Regions from separate parts of the Drosophila melanogaster genome. Here all the other regions are linked to region 2. The links are chromatin contacts, called in public HiChIP or PLAC-seq maps. All regions are on one chromosome and are shown on one strand. The core of a region is the stretch at or near the end of the contact, and the rest is flanking DNA. Distances in the headings are between cores, read along the strand shown. Region 1 holds the start of CG8915. Region 2 holds the start of Ankle2 (Ankle2,). Region 3 holds the start of baz (bazooka).

Region 1 (4,173 bases), core at 531-3,030, 330 kb before region 2:
AAGTGCGGAAGACCTTGCGTTGCTCGCTGTTGTCCACCTGGCTATGAAGCAGTATGATAGTAATCTGTTCCCGCGGCAGAGACGATTCCAAGCGGGCCAGTAGCGAGGTCATATCGCTATAGCCTGGCAGGTACACAATCACCGCTCCAGCGTCACCTTGGCGCAGTAATAATTCCAATAGCGAAACGATCAAGTCATTGTCGATATCCGGATGTACGATTGTGTTACCTCCATAATAGGCGGCTAGTAGTTCGCTAGGAGTTTCTTTGCCTGTCGGCTTGCCCAAAAACTTCTCCATTCTCGGGTGCATGTACCCAGTTTTACTAAGAATGTCCTCTAGATGATAGATCGACACCTCGAAGCTGCGCCCCTCCACATCCATTACAGTGCCCCCACCAAAATAGTTGGACAATGCTTCAAGATCCATGGTGGCCGACATAAGCACGAGGCGAAGGTGCGGATTCTTTTGCAGCTCCAGCTTGGTGGCCAGCAGCAGGAAGTCTGTGTCCAAATCACGCTCGTGGGCTTCATCAATGATTAAGTGGGTGGTGTTTTTAAAAAAAGACTTCTTATCCATGGCGAGAGCCCTTAAAAGGCAACCACTGGTGGTCAGCATTAGAACCGTGTTGCTGCTGCATTGTCCTGGCAGAGATTGAATATTATAGTTATAGTCATAATTACTTTACGGCCAACTGCTACTCACTATTCATGCGAATATTATAGCCCACTGTGGTGCCAGGCGCCTCACCGCGCTCCTTGGAAATGCGCTCCGAGACACTGATAGCTGCTATGCGGCGAGGCTGACTTACCACGATCCTGACTGGAGCACGATGCTCTGCGGCCCACTCAAGGATGTACTGGGGAAGTTGGGTGGACTTGCCAGAGCCGGTGGCTCCTTTAATGATCAAAACCTGTAAGGTGGATTCTCAGGTATTAGTAGCAATTCAGTGTTTGACGTAATATAAATAGAAAATGGTACAGGTACTTAATATCAAAAGGAAGCATTTGGTCACCTGATCGCGCTGCAGAACGTTGAGGATGCTCTCCCGCTGCTTGTAGATGGGCAGGCTCCGGCGCTCGTGCTGAATGTTCCTGTTCCGGTTGCTCTGCGGCGGCGGAATAAGCCTCTGCCCGACCAGGCCGAAGTTGGAAGGAAGCCGTATATCCTTATATTGCTGTTTGTTGCACTTTAAGTCTCCAACGGAGTTCATCAATCTGCGTTCCACATTGCCGGCCATTTGTCCCAGAACGTCTAGGAGCGGCGGACAAATGTCCAGCTTTGTGTTGCAAAGAATGTATTGCTGTTGGCCATCCGACTGTGGGCGACTTATAAAAAGGACGCGGTTCTCCTCTGGACCCTTGCTCACCGTCTTAAGCCCGCGATGCTGGGCCAATCGGTGAACGTGGCTGCGCTGGGCTTTTGTAAGTCCGGGGAGCTGTTTCTCTGGCTCGCAGCTCTGCAGGAAGTCGTCGACCAGTTGGCGGAGCATCTTTTCGTCCTCGGACTTCAGCTTGTCGCCCGCGTCGGCTTTCGCGTTCTTGCCCGGTCGAGTCTTCTGTTTGCCAGTTCCCTTCGGCCCACCGGTCACTCGGCCATTGACCACCAACACTACCGCCTGTTCCGGCATAGGTTGTGCCTTCTTTCTGCCCTGGCGACGGCCACGTTTCACTGCTTCTTCACTGTCCGCCATTCGACTGTGTTCAATCTCTGTGCGCTTTTCAAAACTCTATTCGCCTTTCAATCAGCTGTATTTCTACAATACCTCGATAACAATGAATTGTAGAAGTTATCGGACCCTATTGCGCGTCGATATCAGGCGGCTTTGCTGCCTATCGGGCCGGATGGCAGTGTGCCCAAATGATAAACTTTTATAACTTTTACTGTTCTTGATATGATTTATTTATCTTTAATGTTTTTTACTATAACGGTGATTCGTACTCTGAATTTTACATTACCTAAGCATACTTATATTTATATTTAGCTTTTGAAACCAAATTGTGAATTTCTGCCTGCTACATACACACATATTCATGTGCATATTTACATATGAATGTATATTTGCTTTTTTATTTATATTAAGCTACATATAAGGTCAAAGACAATGATTTTTACAGTGTAAGAGAGGTAATACATATGTAGATTTTTATTTTATGGAATTGGTTGAAGTTTTGTTAAATTAGCAGTGGCATTACTTGTTCAGATTGTACGAAGAGCAACTGTTTTACGTAGCGAAAGGGGAGGACAGTTAATTATGATGTGGAGTTGCTTAGTGATGATTTAGTATAATGATGCGCGTTCACGGCGAATCTTCATGTGTTGCAGAGCCCATCCTTAATGGCAGCCACATACGCAGACGCAGACACAGCCTTCCTGGAACACAACAATCGAGGCCACTAATACAGGCACAGCTGGCCTGCGCAACTCCTGGCAGAAAAGGTGGAACTTAGCGGGCATTGTCCCTTCATCAGCCTGGGCCACGCTACAATCCCAGAGGAAGCCACTCCGAATTACCTAGGTATCAGGAGTCTCAACTGCAAGCCGCACCAATTGAGAAAAGCCAGACTACCGACTAAAATTATTCTACTGGCATATAGGCAGAGGGTCCAAGTTGCGGACATCCACAAATCTTCTTATATATAATCCGATCGTCAGGCCGATCTGGGGAACGGCCAGTAAGTCCAATATCGAAATAATACCGGAGCCCACGTGCTGCACGACAAATCCACCATCAACGAGGTCCTAGGCTTCGCTTGGGTCAGGGAAGAGGTGAAGAAGAGCAGCGCGCAATATGCCAAAAGGCTTTATAGTCATCCCAACATAATGGCCATCTCCCTATTGGATAACAGCGAGCATGAGCTCGTTGAATGTTAGCTGAGTCAATAAAAATTAAATATAATACTTACTCGTTAAGTGTCACGCCCTACAACTTAATAGTTATCCATAATGTATAGATGTGGTGTTTTAGAAGAAATACGTACATATGTATGTACATAGTTCTTAATTTCACTGAGGATCCAGATAAGGTTCATTTTTGGAAAGTGGTTAGAGACACGGTTTCTTATTGTTGACTGGTAGTTTGAATTGTTGTTAAGATTTGTAAGGGATTTCGGGATGCTAGATACATATGTATGTATGTACTTTCTTAATTTACATCGTTTTTTTCTTTTTTTTGTTTGCGTTATTTTTTACGCATCCAAGTGCGTGGGACAGGGCCCTCTCCGCTGCCTGCTGGCCTACTAAGGAACCAATGCAATCTGTAAAGAAAAATATTTAAATAATATATCTGCAAAATTACAAATATACATACCAATCAAAACTGAGAAGAATTGTGGAAATGATTTTAAAGCCTTCCTCCCGTTACGGCCGCTTATATTGTAAGCGCACAAGAGCTGTTCCGCCATCACGCTCTTGATTGTCTTCGACAAATTGTTGCGTTTTAAAAGTTTTGTTACTGCTTTAATCTGAAAGAAAAAAAAAAACAGAATCAATTTTACGATCATTTAGACTATAAATACATTACTTACGTAGCGTTTTTTGGACTCTTCGGACTCGCTTATTTTCAGCTCTAAAGCTACAAGGTCCTTATCCGATGAGACTGGGAACGCCTCATCCTCAGGCACATTCTTTGCTTTCCCGCCCAAAAGAACCTTATTCACCAAAGCCATATTGCTAGCAGCCTGTTTTGTGTTCTCCTCCAGCTGCGCAGCCCGAAGCCGTTGCCTGATCCTCTCAGAGCGTTTTTCCATTAGAGATTCTTCTTTAGATGTTGTGCTAGGCACTGCCCACTTCGACTATAACCTTAACTTTTTTGTTGGCACGTGGCTTCAAAATTTTGTTCCTTCTTTTAACCGCTAATTTATCGATATATCGACACCTGACAATTGTTTTTCTTTCTTTCTGAAAGTTTGAGGTTAACTTTTAACTGGGTTTGGGCTTTTAACTGAATCAACCAAAAACAAAATAAAGACGAATGAAAACTTTTTTTTTCCAATTTTTATTAAATTAAGTTTGTACATAATTTTCCCAAGGTCAACTAGGAACGCAATATGCTAAGTTACGTACATGTAAATCAACAGAAAGGTTACAAAAAGGGAATGTTAAATATAAGTCAATATATAAAAATAAATATAAACTTATAAGTGTATTAAAATCACTGATATTTTGAAAAGGGT
Region 2 (3,959 bases), core at 257-2,756:
GACTGAGAGCAGGAGAGTTGCATTTAATTAGACAGGTAATCGCCATCGTTCACCATTTGTTTACAATTAAATCGAAAGACCGCTCCCAGACAAGGAAATCGACTGTGCGAGCGGGACAGCTGGGCAAGCCCCGATTCCGACTTTTTTCTCGAATCTCAGAAGTTTTGAACACACACATGTAAACTTCTTCATGGGCTGTTAGTCATGGAGGAACAACAGCGCAAAACGAAACTTATAAAAATGCAACAGTTGAATTACCCTATATGTAATTTATCCCAGTTAATACATTTCATATATAATAATATTTAAGCACTTAATTTACCAAAAATGTGTAATATGCACTATTAGGTTCATTAAAATAACGACTTGAAAGAACGAGTTATCCATATGCTGAACAAATTTCGATCAGGTATATTCTGCATAAATGGGAATAAAATTTCAACCCCTTATAAAACAAACATTATTGCAGAAATTCGTCAAGCAATTCAGGTTTAGTTTCAAAACAAAACCTATGCAATTCCGATCATGAACATTCCTGTTGCTTGGAAACTTCAACCCTCGACTTTTAAATTTGGTTTTAAAAGTATGTGTATGAATCATAAAACCTCCCACTTGCTCCATACGACACAATTGTTTAAAAACAAAAGCACACGAATACCCATCAACGAATCGACCGAACGTTCGCGCATGACCCCCGATTACAGGGTATCACAATAGCAACAAGCGGCAAATAACTGGAACGCAAAACACACACATATACCGACACTCGCTTCATCTCGTTCGTACTTACGTGGATAGTCGGGATCCTCGTACTTGGTGGCAGCACTGCCATCGTCTGCGTTGCCCGTTTGCACGGATGCCGCCGAGCCGGATGGCGATCCCGATGCTACTGATGCCGATCCAGACGCCGGATTGGATGGCTTTATGTTCACCGCGGCTATGGAGCCGATGCACTGCGACACCGATCCCTCAAAACAGCCCGCTTTGGAGGTCGGGATATAGACCCCGAAATAGGTCGACATCTCTGCGTAAAATGGCGGATGCACTGCAAGGTAAGCGGTTAAAATGGTTTGACATCAACACCAAATAACAGGCAACTTCTTCACAACTCCGTGAAAAAATGTAAAGTTCCGCTGATGGCAAGCGAAGGCAACGGTAAAAATAGGGTAACATCAACCACAAAATGCCAGGAACTCTACTGTCCCGTTTTGTTGTTGTTTTCGGCTGCACTCCTCCACTCGCACGCACACAAACACAACAACGCAAAAAAAAAACGGAAAAAAAACAGCACACGCACATCAACAACCAGCGACGCGAACTCACGAGACCTGGAAGACCCAACGAATCGGCGGAATCACAAACATATATCTTGTTATTCTTACCTTTTAGCACAAAGGGCACAATACATGAAACAAAACCCAATAATCTTAAGCGTCTTTCAAACAAAATGTGCACAAACGAAATTAAATTAGAGGCGGACTGTCAGCGAATCTAGGTGTGGAGTAATATCGATAAAAAGTATCGTATGACTAGCTGACTATTGCAGTCAATTTCGAATTGCAGATCAAATTGAAATATTCTAAAACACTTGCATGAAAATTACGCGAGATTTATATACAAAGCTATAGCGATGATTGGATATCGGAAATTCAAATTGATTGTTACACAGAGGGATTCAGACATGAGAAGTGACACTTTATTTTAAGTCTTAAAAGGTATTTTGGTTGTAAGTTAGTATTACGTTATTCATAAAACGTACAAATGAGGCATTCCCCCAACTTTCCTCTTAATCATATAGCCAAGCAAAACATTTGATGGTTTGAGTCAAGGGTGCTATCAATACCACTGGTATTTTCTTAGTATTTTGTAACATTTTTAAATGCACCGCCTTGAATTTAGTCCTCTTAATTTGTTCATTAACTTTGGCCACTCACAAGCCTAGCTTAAAGTTAGTAACAGTTGCCCTGCTTATCCGCTTCTATCCCTTTTACACTTTTAAATACAGTTTGAATTTCATACGTTGGTTTGGGTCTATGGTGAATTGGTTGACGATTGGTATCTTTTTGGTATTTTATAAGGCTCCCCATTTAACGGTGGGGATTTTTCGGACATATTTCAACGACCGTCGACGGCTGCAAACATAACGTTCGTGGATTTCGTGGGGAATAGCGGTCGACTCGCGCGGTCTCATTTTTTTAACGTGCTTGTGTTGTGTGTGTGAATGTGTTTGGCGTGCGGCTAACACTGTTGTTGTCGAATTGTTGTTGTTGTTGGTAAAAACTTGCGCGCCATTACTAACAGTAAATTAAAGGAGTATCACTGCTAAAAAAAAAAAAATTGAATACACGCAAATTTGAAAGCTGCGACCCAAAAAGGTTTGTTTAAGTCTTCTAGTCAATTGTCTGATTATATTTTGTTCCCTTTTTCCTTTTTTTTGGTAGCTCAGGGATACACATACCCAGCAGGGGTGTGTTTTCCTGCGTGCGGGTGTATGCGTGTTTGTTTGTGTGTTTTGAACCTGTCCTCTTATTCTTGGCTAAAAATCAATAAAATAAAGCAAAAGTCGAAACAACAAAAGCTGCAGGTCCTTTCAATCCATGTGTACGTGTGTGTGTGTGTGAAAAGGGTACTGATATTCAGTGGATTTTTTTTGCACTCAGTAAGCAGCTGCAATAACTAAATAAATAAAAGACCGTTAAACGAGGCTCACTTAGTTAGTCGAGCATGGCCAAAAAGCCCGAGTTGCCAATTGCCAATTAGAAGCCCAAAACAAACGAAGATACAGTGAGGCACGACTAACGGTAATTAGGCGATTACCCCCTGTAAATTGCACCTGCATTAACCGTTCGTTTTGCAAAACATTTCCCGTTTCAAATGGCCAAGCTAATTGCCATTTTAAAGTGCCCAATTGTTTTCGATTTTCGCATTCGTTCCTGATCTACTAATCCCGAATTGATTGCCACCAATTGATTCCAATTTTAAATCCTTCCTCTTTTTATTATCAATCATTATATATAGTATTATCAATGTTAATTATATACAGATATTTTCAATTTATAGCGACTTATGACGATCGAATCCTCTTTCTTAGAACAAAAACTTTTCATAAGTTTTGATAGTTTTAGTAACTTTTTGTTGTGTCAAGTATTAATCATTACGCAAATAAAATATGTTTACAAAATATAAATTCGTTATGCCAATAGAGAATGAACTTCGAAGTAAATCACAAATTTTGCTTAGTGATTCGAATTACTTAACTCTAGGATTCCGAAACTTTTAAGATTATTATTTGTTATCCCCTCTTAATTAAATTTGCCACCATGAGTGTTGCCACATATAACTCATTAAATGATAAGAAATATTTGAACCGACTAACTCAACGGTATGTGTAATTACTTTTCCATTATATTGAGTACTAACAATGATAGCATTGAATGGCATTATCTATTAGCCGCTATCCACTGTAGTTGGCCGCACTTTGGTGTTAAGTGATCTATGATAAAGCGAGTTAACCCCGTAGCAAAAGCGTCGAAACAATAATCGCAAGACCCCATATTAATAGTAATGGCGATTTTATCTCTTGGCCCGGTGTTTTGCTATTATTTTCTTAACAGTTAGCGGGCAGCATACTGTTTTTTTGTATAATTTTTTAATGCCTTTCCTAACTGGATTGGCAATTGCGCCTGGCTGTATATTAAATCATTTACACTTTGCCAGCTGCCATGCACTGATTCTGATACTCCGCCATTCACCTCGCTGTCTTTTGTTTGGCTCTTTCTTTTCTTCAATATGTGCCATATACAATAGGTATATTAATTTTTATTTTTATCAGCTTTGGCTTTATCTAATCGGAGGCATCCCATAGCTGAATGACTCATATAGTCGAGCGATATTTTTGCCATATTTATATACGTATATATGAAGTGCAGTTGAGCTGGCTATCAAGTCCAAGTGCAGTC
Region 3 (4,046 bases), core at 930-3,429, 420 kb before region 2:
TGCAGGCACTCAGGTAGCTGGTATCCTTGTCAGCCAGCAGCTGAAAGAACCGCACAAAATTCGTGTCCTGCAGGGCCAAGTAGAACTGAATGGCTTGACGCACTTCGGGACAACTCTGCAGTTCCGCGGGCAGCTGACCGATGTCCCAGAGAAAGTTGGCATCGGCCAGATTGAGCAACACAATGTAGCCCCGGAATTCCGCCTCTTTGGGACATGGAACGCCCTTAATCCGCAGGTCATGGTACATGTACTTCAGAGTCTGCAGGCATTTGGTTAGATTCTCGGCGTTGATCTTGCTGTCAAAGACGCTGGGATCGGCGTCAACCAGACGGGCGGCGCAATGAATGTGAAACCGGGCGCACTGCTCCACCAGCTTCACAGCGCCCAGAGAGCATAGCTCCTGCTGGGTGATCTCCTTTCGGATGGACCTCGTGCGATCCCAAACGAAGTGGAACCAATCGCCCATATGGCTTTGCGGATCCTGGCGCTCGCTAATGTCCATGATCTCATGCATTAGATAGCTCATGGTCATGTGCAGGGCAGTCTCATTGCGCAGTTCATGCGGCAGTGGCGTCTCCTGGTCGGCACTGCTGCGCGAGTACTGCTTCAGGGCTCTTTCGTGACAGATTAGCTCATCGGAGCCCGGTTGTAGTTCATAGTAGGCTACCTGGCGCTGGAATTCTCTCAGCACGCGCTCCTTTTCCGGACACATATCGGCGCAGTGACCCTGGGTGGCACCGGACAGCTTGTGTTGCGTTCGGTTCAACCGGAGCAGCTTATCGCGGGCATCCAGCACGCTGAACTTCTCCTCGCTTGTATGGGCGGGTCTGCGCATCATGTTCTCAAGATCCCTGAGCTGGGCAGGCGTACGATCTCTGCTCACCGGCGCCGTTGCGGGCCCAACTGGTATGGCAGGCAGCATTGAACTGCCACCGCTACCACTGCTGCCATTTTGTGGTTTTTTTATCGGCTTGCCCGACCCATACTCATTGCGCCAGCCCGACTGCAGTGCACTCAACTCCGCCTGAATGTCAGGATCCACCCACTCCTCCGTTTTCTGTGCCGGCGCCGTCTCGTTATCAGCATAGGATATATCAAACAGGTGACCCTGAAAGCTGGCGCCATCGAGAAGCGCCCGCGCCGCCTCGTCCTCGCTGGCATAGCTTACGGTGCAGGTCATTCGCCGCGGACGCAGGACGAAGTTTACGAGGGTTCCAAAACGTCCAAAGTGCGAACGCGCCACATATTTGTCCAAAAATAGCTCCGGAATGTTTCTGCATCTGGGGATTCGTATGGAACTATAGTTGACATCGCTCTGCCTTTGATGAACGAACTTTTACTCACAATAATGTCTTGTAGTTGTAGCCGCCGGGACGGGGTTCTGCCATCGATCGAATATAGTTTAAGGTTTTTAGTTTCTTTTTTAGCTGAATGAGAGCGAATGTGTGCTTTGTTGTTACAATATTGCCGTCAAGCGATTGCCGGTAATCGATAACGCAAATCTGAAAATGGCGCGAAAAAAATACCGCAATGGCTATCCCACCCACACAATATCGTTCAGGTTTAATTGAAAATTTTAATGTTTTACATTCGAGATGAATGTATTTGCCTAATAAATAAAATGTTAACAGGAGTTGGTAAACATATATTCTTAGGAAATTAGGAAATGCTTGGGGCGTTCCTTAAACTGTTGAATGAAATCGAACATCTTCTTATATTATCTTATATATATATGAATATATATATAGGTGTAGCAATCTTTTTAAGTTCTTTTTATTCTCTTTTAAGCTCTCGATTCAAACTCCTCGATCTTGATAACACTATCTGTCGTTCTTAGGACTATACAATTAATCCTATCGAAATTGGTTGTTCCTAGTATTTTATATTTATACATAGCTTACATAAGAAATATTTTCATCTTTACACTTTAATATTTTAAGACGATTAATTACCTCTTAATCAATATCTCTATTTAATAGGCTGACTTATATAAAGCAATGCAAATTCAATAAAACTTATTGCAGAATTAGATGGCATTTAGCCCAATCCCTGATTTTAAAATAAGCGGGAGATAACGAGCAGTAGTGTGACCGCCCAGTAAAGTATAACCAAATACCGCGAAGAAGCCAAGCTGCTGTTCCGATAGTATCGATGAGCCTGCCATCCCCAGAATTTTGGTCATTTGTTGTTGCTCGCCAGGGCGAATTCGAACTCGAAGCGCAGTAATCAACGCGCTGCTCGTGGATTTTTTTTGCATTTTTTTGAGTTCAAATAGTTCGTTAATAAGAGTGGCGGTCAACGATACTATTCCACTTGCAATCGAAATATGAATAGTTGAAAGTGATAAACAACAAGAAAGAAGCGACGCCAACGGGCGAAAAAGGAGATAACCGAAAACGAAAAACACGACAAAAGCAACGTTAAAAGAGAGTAACAGAAAAGATATAAAAACGATGATCGAACCGTAAATTTAAAACCATGCAATCTACAGCGCATAATATATAATAATTTGACCAAAACAAATGCCAAGTTTGCGAGCGAGAGCGAAGAACGTTAAAAAAAGAAGTAAATAAATGATCTTGGCCCGCTGTTTGTTGTTCTTGTTATTATGGTTGCCGTTGTTGTAACTCGTTTTTTTTAATGCGCGCGTGTATGAATCACACAAACACAACAAAACAAACAATAACAACGATGCCTTACGGTGAAATATGCTAAGTAAATAGCAAAAGAGAGTTCCAGTTTCCAGAGAGCGACAGAGAGGGAGAGCGCGCGAGAGCGACTACAAGTACATACTGGAAAGCGATCCCGATCCTTTTTCCAGGCACGCAGCCATCTCGCTCGCACCCATGCCGCCCTAGACCAACTTTTGTTGCAGCTGCCTAACAACCAACAATACAGCAACAACAAGCGCACTGTGCACGCGAAAGGAGCAACAAGGATGGCGATAGCTGGAAAGCGACGACGATGATGATGATGCGGTCGTAACAACAACAGCAACAAGAACAACAAAAAGCTGCTGCAGGCAGACGAGCATAGCGTTAAAAAAAAGTAGCTGCATACAAAATAGTAATAGGAAAAAATCCGAAAAATTCGAGAAAAAAATAAGTTAAAGAAACGATCGCCCAATTTAATCAAGTGCATATATGTGTGTGCAAAATAAAAAGTGCATTGCAGCAGTCAAAAATACATACTTATTATCGCAGATCGAAGACGATAATAGTTATTGTTAACACGAAAAGTACGAAATGAAGGTCACCGTCTGCTTCGGCGACGTTCGCATTCTGGTTCCCTGTGGTTCCGGCGAACTCCTCGTCCGCGATCTCGTCAAGGAGGCCACGCGACGCTACATCAAGGCGGCCGGCAAGGTAAGGGGATATACCTGATATATATGATATAGTATTATAAAGTATTACTTTACCCATCGATAGTAATTTTGATGGATAACACTTCTGGAGTTACGGGAGGTACTATGTAACTGATATAATAAATACATTAATTATAAAGAAGGTTATCTCAAAATATATTATATATACATACAAAGGACATTTACTTCATACATATGTATGACTTATAAAAATACCAATGGATTCCAATATTATACTAATTTTCTTTAATTGTATCATTATTATATTCATACAAAAAAAACCCAATTAACTTAGAATTCTAGACAATAATGTTAGGCCCAATATTATTTATGATTATATTAATGATATACATATAGACAACCGTTATCTCTCCCAATTCGTTTGAATATTTGCATTCAAAAGTATAAAAACTAATAGATATCGTAAAATACCCCGAAGCTCTCAAATATATATTATTATACACAGATAATGGTAGAAACTGGTAAAAAAAAATCAAATGGCTCTTATGGAATAAACAAATACAAATAAATAAAATGATATCTTTTCATGTAGAAATTAGTGCTCCTACATTTATTTATGTTGGTTACCAACCCATTTCAGAAAGTGCTGACAAAATATAATAAAATATTACCATTTTACTTATTACTTATTACTTCTCTGTGACATCCAGTTGAAATGTTG

The links. HiChIP or PLAC-seq counts read pairs in DNA pulled down with a chosen protein or histone mark.
Region 1: a Psq HiChIP or PLAC-seq map of the Kc167 cell line shows a contact between it and region 2, with 5 times the contacts expected there. The contact joins the promoter of CG8915 here to the promoter of Ankle2 in region 2. A contact is called at or near these places in 2 of 6 datasets of contacts at active chromatin or transcription factors (both in the Kc167 cell line).
Region 3: a contact with region 2 is called in a POLR2A S2P HiChIP or PLAC-seq map of the Kc167 cell line, with 5 times the contacts expected there. The contact joins the promoter of baz here to the promoter of Ankle2 in region 2. A contact is called at or near these places in 1 of 107 Hi-C or Micro-C datasets (the D17-c3 cell line) and 1 of 6 datasets of contacts at active chromatin or transcription factors (the Kc167 cell line).

The regions. Positions count from the first base shown.
Region 1 is chrX:17,243,221-17,247,393 of dm6, forward strand. It overlaps CG8915, which reads right to left and starts at 1,781. Exons shown (of 3, transcript NM_001298440.1): 1 at 1,014-1,781; 2 at 704-911; 3 at 1-642. The coding sequence starts at 1,691. The region is part of intron 1 of f (forked); the gene reads left to right. It overlaps CG42854, which reads right to left and starts at 3,796. Exons shown (of 4, transcript NM_001201732.2): 1 at 3,526-3,796; 2 at 3,309-3,462; 3 at 2,905-3,255; 4 at 2,133-2,833. The coding sequence starts at 3,747. The coding sequence ends at 3,149.
Region 2 is chrX:17,577,723-17,581,681 of dm6, forward strand. It overlaps Ankle2 (Ankle2,), which reads right to left and starts at 1,507. Exons shown (of 10, transcript NM_132993.3): 1 at 1,383-1,507; 2 at 791-1,045. The coding sequence starts at 1,022. It overlaps CG12991, which reads left to right and starts at 2,139. Exons shown (of 6, transcript NM_001272721.1): 1 at 2,139-2,375. It also overlaps asRNA:CR44124.
Region 3 is chrX:17,157,827-17,161,872 of dm6, forward strand. baz (bazooka) reads left to right here and starts at 2,180. Exons shown (of 8, transcript NM_001347807.1): 1 at 2,180-3,365. The coding sequence starts at 3,246. It overlaps xmas (xmas,), which reads right to left and starts at 1,480. Exons shown (of 5, transcript NM_001370033.1): 1 at 1,345-1,480; 2 at 1-1,280. The coding sequence starts at 1,388.